2 separate regions of the Capra hircus genome follow, and region 2 is linked to region 1. A link is a contact called in public Hi-C data. All regions are on one chromosome and are shown on one strand. Each heading gives the region's core, a stretch centred on a gene start, on an enhancer-like site or on the middle of the called end of the contact. The rest is flanking DNA. Distances are from core to core; before and after follow the strand shown. Region 1 holds the start of TRMO (tRNA (adenine(37)-N6)-methyltransferase). Region 2 holds the start of TBC1D2 (TBC1 domain family member 2A).

Region 1 (3,254 bases), core at 301-2,800:
AAAACTATACTCAATATCTTATAACCTATAATGGTTATTATAAAGAGAATATATAAAAAGAATACACACATACATATAACTGAATCAGTTTGCTGTACACCTGAAACTAATACATTATATATCTACTATATTTCAATGAAAAATTTTTAAAATAAAATATAATAGAAAAATTTTTTAAAGAGAAGTCACAATTTCCTACAAAATAGTGTTAACACAATGTATTAAAACCCACCATGATTATTTTTCTTTTCCAAGCAGGCAAAAATAACAACAAAAAAAAAGGTCAAGAAAAGATGTAGGAAGACGTGTTTTCTTTAACGCAATGACTTCATAGTTTTAAAATCTACCAGATGTTTCCTACATGCGTGTATGCTTAGTCGTGTCCAACTTTGTGACACCCCAGACTATAGCTGTCCAACTTTGTGATGCCCCAGACTATAGTTGGCCAGGCTTCTCTGTCCGTGGAATTTTCCAGGCAAGAATACTGGAGTGGGTTGCCATTTCCTACTCCAGGGGATCTTCCTGACCCAGGGATCCAATCTGTGTCTCCTGCCTTGGCAGGTGTATTGTTTACCACTGAGCCACCAGGGAAGCCTCTACCAGATGTTCAGTTCAGTTCAGTCACTCAGTCATGTCCGACTCTTTGCAACCCCATGGACCACAGCACGCCAGATGTTATGCAACTATAAAACAAGATTCTTAAAACATTCATCAGTTTAGTTCAGTTCAGTCCCTCAGTCATGTCTGACATTCATAAGTACATATAAATATCCTCATCATTACATATGCATTGTTATATCCTTTTAGATAATAAACTGAAAAGAACATGGGTGAAAGGAAAAATTCATGTTTAGAAGACTTACTATAATTCAAATTCTATGCTACCATAACTATGTATGTGACCTTGGTCAGGACTATGGAGTATTTCAAATAGAGAGAATAAGGTGCACAAAGTTAAATGACAAATTTTCTAGCATAAGAAGGGAACAAAACAGTTTGATTGGAGTGTGAAATACAAGGCAAAGAATAAAAGGACACGGGTTGCATATAAGATGCTTTTAATTGAAAAAACACAGTACATGAAACGAACTAGTTTTAAGCAATAAAGGGAGTGCATGGGGTCACAGTACACAGTAGTTCTTAGTGCATGTGGCTATTCCGCCAAGACCTTGCCAACCTTAGCCACCAAAGAGCAGAGAGATGACATCATCCCGCTCACCTCAGACACATCACGTGGTCGCCTGAGCACATGATCCGTAACTTCGCAATAAATACGAAAAACGACCCTTGTCCATTCAAGGTCTCGCAAGTCCCGTCCCCCCTCTGCAGTGAAAACGGTTAAGACCTGCTCCTGGAGGTCTTAACGCGCGCAGAACCGCCAGCCTCTTAGAAGTTACCTGTCTCCAGAGCCGGCTTCACACACCCGCACGGGGTCGCTGTGGCGCGAGGCCCGGACTCTTTCAAGTCGCGCATGGCTACGGGTCACACAGGAGCCCACCCAACACGTTCAAACCTTCCGCTTCCGGTTTCCCTACCTGGCGCCTGCGTAGTAGCTGTGCCGGCGGATGGCGCCAAGATTGAGCACGCGCAGGGCGGGGGCGCTGGGGGAGTGAGGCTGCGGGCGGGGGATGTCAGAGGCTACCACTAGGTGGCGGTTAGAGGTTGGAGGCCTTATTCCGCTTCTGTGTCTTGTGCTGTCTCGCACGGACCCGCTTCAGTTTAAGGGTCCAAGTTACCGCCCTTTTGGCCTTCCCTGGTGGCTCAGAGGATAAAGCATCTGCCTGCAATGCAGGAGACCCGGGTTCGATCCCTGGGTTGGGAAGATTCCCCTGGAAATGGACAGAGGAGCCTGGCGGGTTACAGTCCACGGGGTCGCAAAGAGTCGGACACGACTGAACGACTTCACTTCACTTATCGCCCTTTCCATTGAGAACAAGTCGATGAAGATTTATGCATAAAGATACTCGAAATAATAAGCAACCTACTCATCCAACGCATGATGCTAATTTTTAAATAAAAAGAATATGTATATACAGTTATCACATAGCGAGATGACGGGATGTTAAGAAAACGTTAATACTTCTTGAGTAGTGGGAATACACAGATGGTCGTTTATACTTTTCTGTATGCTCCCAATTTTTCCATAATAAAAAGGATGTTTAGTCAGAAAAGAAACCCAAATAAACCTCGTTTCAAATCTAATGGATGTGTAGCTCTACACCAGACTAGGTAGAGATAAGAAGTGGGGACTATTCCTTGCGCTCCGTACCTCACGAGAACTGAAGTGAGAATGAAACTGAGTCAACGGCCGTATACATTGGGATTGTAGTGGTTGGTTGGGGGAAGCTCTAAAAAGTTGAGGGCCTACAAGAATCAGTTTTCAGCACCTGCAATACCAGTTACCCCTGCAGCGCTAGCCTGGCCTCTTACGTGTGTGTGTGTGTGTTAGTCGCTCAGTTGTGTCCGACTCTGTGACCTCATGGACTGTAGCCCGACAGGCTCTTCTGCCCATGGAATTCTCCAGGCAAGAATGCTGGAGTGGGTAGCCATTCCCTTCTCTAGGTCATCTTCCCCACCCAGGTACTGAACCCAGGTCTTCTGCATTGCAGGCAGATTCTTAACCGTCTAAGCCACCAAGGCCTCTTACCTACTTACTTGTAACCTCGTCTCCCACCTGTATATTTATAAAGTTTCTCTGTATGCTTAATTCTGCTTCTGAGTTTTTTATCCTGCTTTTTCTTGGGCTAGGGGAGGGAGAGAGACATATTGCTTGCAAAACAAATTATTCAAGATCGTAAAACTCCACAGATTTAAAAGTTTAACAACCATGAAAACCTGTTCCTAAACATGTTCATTTGTCATTAACTAATAGACCACCATCAGAAAATAACCATCAGAAGGAGTCAAAGATTTAAAGAGAGGATTGTGGGTTTTAAAACAAAAACTTTTAAAAGTGATGAAATTCATAACCCTACATGTCTGCTAGGTTTTTTCCACGTGAAATTTGAAAAAGAATACCTTTATTCTGTTTTCAGGAGGGAACAGTTCTGGGCAGCTGTGAAACAAAAGTTAAGTTGAGAACTGTTGAGCTCTTTGCACGATGTAAAACTGGGGCCGAAATGGCTGCAATTTTCCACTAGATGGAGGTGTTGCTAAAAGTGATAGTCGCTTTGTGGCCCAACAGAGGTATTTGCCTGCTTGGCCTTAGATATCATATACAACGAAAGTCACGCCAGAAATACGATACTAAGTGT
Region 2 (3,548 bases), core at 244-2,743, 260 kb after region 1:
TCTGAGTGTGAATTCCAGAACTCCTAGCCCACACCAATCTTTCTTTCTAGTTAAGTTCTAGGCACTTTCACTTGACAAGAACTTTCTGACCTTGGTTCTGTCAGTTTGTGTGTTCAGTCAACAAATATGTATTGCACCCCCACTAGATGCCAGCAGTAGTCTAGGCTGAGATTAATTCAGTAACTTGCAGGGGCCTGTGATGTGCCAGGTGCTTACATACCTTGTTTTAGTCTCACAAACTATCTAGGTACTAAGAGGTTAACTTGCCCAGAGCCACACAGTTAGTAAGTAGCTGACGCAGAATTTGAATCCAAGCCTGTCTGATTTCAAAGCACATGGTCTTTGCAATGCTTCAGGCTTTTCCAGTTAAATATGATAATAAAACAGAACTTACTGATGAGAAAACAGGTTTGGATATGCTTCAATGACCAATGTAGGTTGATCAGTGGAACCTAAGTATTTATCTCCCAATCTCTGCCAATGTTTTCTCAGCATTCACTCCCCTTGGCTACAACATCAAGAAAAGTAATCCAGAATCCAGGCCTTGAAAGAGGATTGCAAAGCTCATATCTTGACTGTACTTCAGCCCTAAGTAAGAAAGTTATGGTAACTGCCTAGTTTTTTGTTGTTAAGCTGGTTAAGCCTTGTCTCACTGTTTTGGAACCCAATGGACTGTATCCTAAAAGTTTTGATAGGGTAGTGAGAGGTAGGAAAGCTATGAGATTCCAAGTGTGGGCTACACTACTTTTTAGTGGTGTGACTCAAACCAGTCCCTTTACCCCTTTATGACTCAGTTTTTTGATCCGTAATATAGGTCCATCATCCTGGCCTTTACTGCAGGAACCTAATGAGGAAATGGGTGTGAATGTGCTTTGAAAAGCACAAAACCCTGGGCACCCAGGGTTCACTGAGGTGATCGGGGTCGGTGATTATAATAAGTTTATTGTGACCACCCACCTGTGCTCGGCGGTGCCCTGGATCCCATCCCGGCCAAAAAGGGGAAAAAGTGCTCCATTTACCTTCAAGGTAATTATGCGGTTGGGAGTCTTGATTTCGAAAGTCCCCTCCTCGGCGTCCGCCTTGCAGTCAAAGACCGCACTGGAGAGGTCGATGCTGTCCAACGGATTCGCATCCTGCGCGGTCCGCGAATAATACAGGTGACATTTCCTCTCGTCGAAGAAGAACCAGCGGGACTTCCAGCCCCGGATGGGCCCCTTGCCACCAAACTTACTTAAATATCCACAGAGTTTTGGGGGGGCCGCCTCCAGGGGCCGGGTGCAGCCCTCCGACTCCTCAGAAAGCGACACCTCGGGGACCTTGGCCAAGCCAGCAGGCTCTTCGGACCACTGGACGGAGGAACCAGACTCCGCGGTGTTCTCCTGCGCGTCCTCCATCGCAGAGGGACTGGAGGTTAGTGGCCCAACCCAAGTCAAATCTTGAAAACTCAGGTGATAACCTTCCAAGAGGGAGTGATCCAACGGGGGCGAGGCCAGTGGTGACCCGCCTCCAGGAGACGACGGAGGGACTCGGTTGGCTGCAGCTTGTGAGCCTCATAGATCGAAAGCCCAGTAGGGACGGATGGCCACGCCCATTCGGGCCTCGCCCTTCACGACACGCCCCGGCACGCCTTCTGCCGGCTCCTCCTTTCCCGCCTACTTCAGGCTTTTCCTCGTTGCCTGTCCGCCATCTTTACTGGGGGCAGCTTCCGGCATGAGGCGGTCCACAGGTTGAAGGCGTGGTGTCTCTGAATTAGTTAACCCGCGGAAGGGAAACTGAAAGAGACGCGGGCCCTCCGATACACTGCTCTGGTAACTCGCGTAATGACGTGGAGGGGTGGTCCTTTCTCGCTCCTCATGGGCCTCCCGCCTTTTCTCCCCAGGTACCCCTCCGGTCACCGTCGTACGGCGGACCGCGCGGCCATTGGCTGAAAGGGACGCCCTGCTCAGTGTCGCCACATCCGGCACTGCTCACGGCGTGTGGGGCTCGTAGGCTGATTACCCGCGGCTGTTTAGTCGTGACTCACTCCTGACCGCGGCGGCCTTTACCCACTCTCTCCCAGCCTCCTTTTCTGTTTGCTTGCGTTACATGGGTCTGGCTGCTGCCCTGACAGAACCCGGTGTCTGACGAGGGTTGGACTCAGCAAATTGTGTACACAGACAAATGTGTACCGAGGCCCTGACTAACTCGCTCAACTTCATGTCTCATTCTACCACTTGACCTTAAGTTTTTCCCCTTCCCTCCTGCCTTAGGCGTATCCCTCCATTTGGGCTGTAGAGCCCATTTCTGTCCACCTCTTTCGAGCCATCACGGTGCCCTAGCCCTTTCTTAGCTCCTCTTTCTCTGCAGTCCTTAACAAAATTCTCATTTTTCCGGGTAAATTATGTTCAGAGACTGAGATTGTCTTTGCCAGTACAGTAATTTTTTTAAATAGAGGCTCACTGCAGAAATTAAAATTTATAATAACAGTATTTCCCAGGTCACTAGTATACGGGGTAATGTCTCTTAATAAACTAATGAAGAAGTAACATCCTCCGAACTGTAAAAGGGCCGAAAGGTTAAAACTGTTTTGATAGATGATTTCTAAAACTGTTTTTCCTGTCTTCCCTTTGCATTGCTGGGAACTAAGTTTGCATTTTTTGTTACTGATTAATGCTGGCAGGCCTTCTTGCTAGTTTTGCTTGTTCCTTTTAACCCCAGTCTCAAGACTTTCCTTAAATACTCTTGGTTTCTCCCCAGAAGGCAGGATGGTAATTTTCAGGAAGTTAGTCTGCTACTGTCCTCATTTGCTGTGAAATCAATAAATTTCGTTTTCCTTTATCCTCAGAACCTTCTCATTATCCTCAGTCTGCATTGGGAAGGAGGACCAAATTTTCAGTTACAAAATCAATAATATGTTAATTACACTGTTGTTCCAGCCAAAGCGGGGAATGAAAGCAATAAAATCCAAATTTAGTTCAGGTGTACCTTTCTATGAGTTGGTTCCTGGTATGGTTAGTAATTCCTTCCAGTTGGGTATCAGGCTTAGGTCCCATTACCAGCGTTGGTAGAGGTTGCTCCAGAGGTTATTCCTCCAGGGACCCTTACATGTCTTGTGCCACTGCCTACAAGGACTAGCACTGCCAGGTTAGGAACAGATTTCCCTTCTTTTCTGATTCAATTCAGTTTAGTCACTCAGTTGTGTCTGACTCTTTGTGACCCCATGAACCACAATATGCCAGGCCTCCCTGTCCATCACCAACTCCTGGAGTTCACCCAAACTCATGTCCATTGAGTTGGTGATGCCATCCAGCCATCTCATCCTCTGTCGTCCCTTTCTCCTCCTGCCTTCAATCTTTCCCAGCATCAGGGTCTTTTCAGATGGATCAACTTTTCACATCAGGTGGCCAAAGTATTGGAGTTTCAGCTTCAACATCAGTTCTTCCAATGAACACCCAGGACTGATCTCCTTTAGGATGGACTGGTTGGATCTCCTTGCAGTCCAAGGGACTCTCAAGAGTCTTCTCCAACACCACAGTTCAAAAGCATCAATTCTTCGGCGCTCTGTTTTC

What was found. Hi-C and Micro-C count contacts between places; a contact is called where the count stands out from the background.
Region 2: a contact with region 1 is called in a Hi-C map of blood, with 2.3 times the contacts expected there. The contact joins the promoter of TBC1D2 here to the promoter of TRMO in region 1. A contact is called at or near these places in 2 of 5 Hi-C or Micro-C datasets (both in blood).

The regions. Positions count from the first base shown.
Region 1 is chr8:62,755,508-62,758,761 of ARS1.2, forward strand. It overlaps TRMO (tRNA (adenine(37)-N6)-methyltransferase), which reads right to left and starts at 1,551. Exons shown (of 7, transcript XM_013966050.2): 1 at 1,398-1,551. The coding sequence starts at 1,473.
Region 2 is chr8:63,014,342-63,017,889 of ARS1.2, forward strand. It overlaps TBC1D2 (TBC1 domain family member 2A), which reads right to left and starts at 1,494. Exons shown (of 13, transcript XM_005683907.3): 1 at 1,020-1,494. The coding sequence starts at 1,394.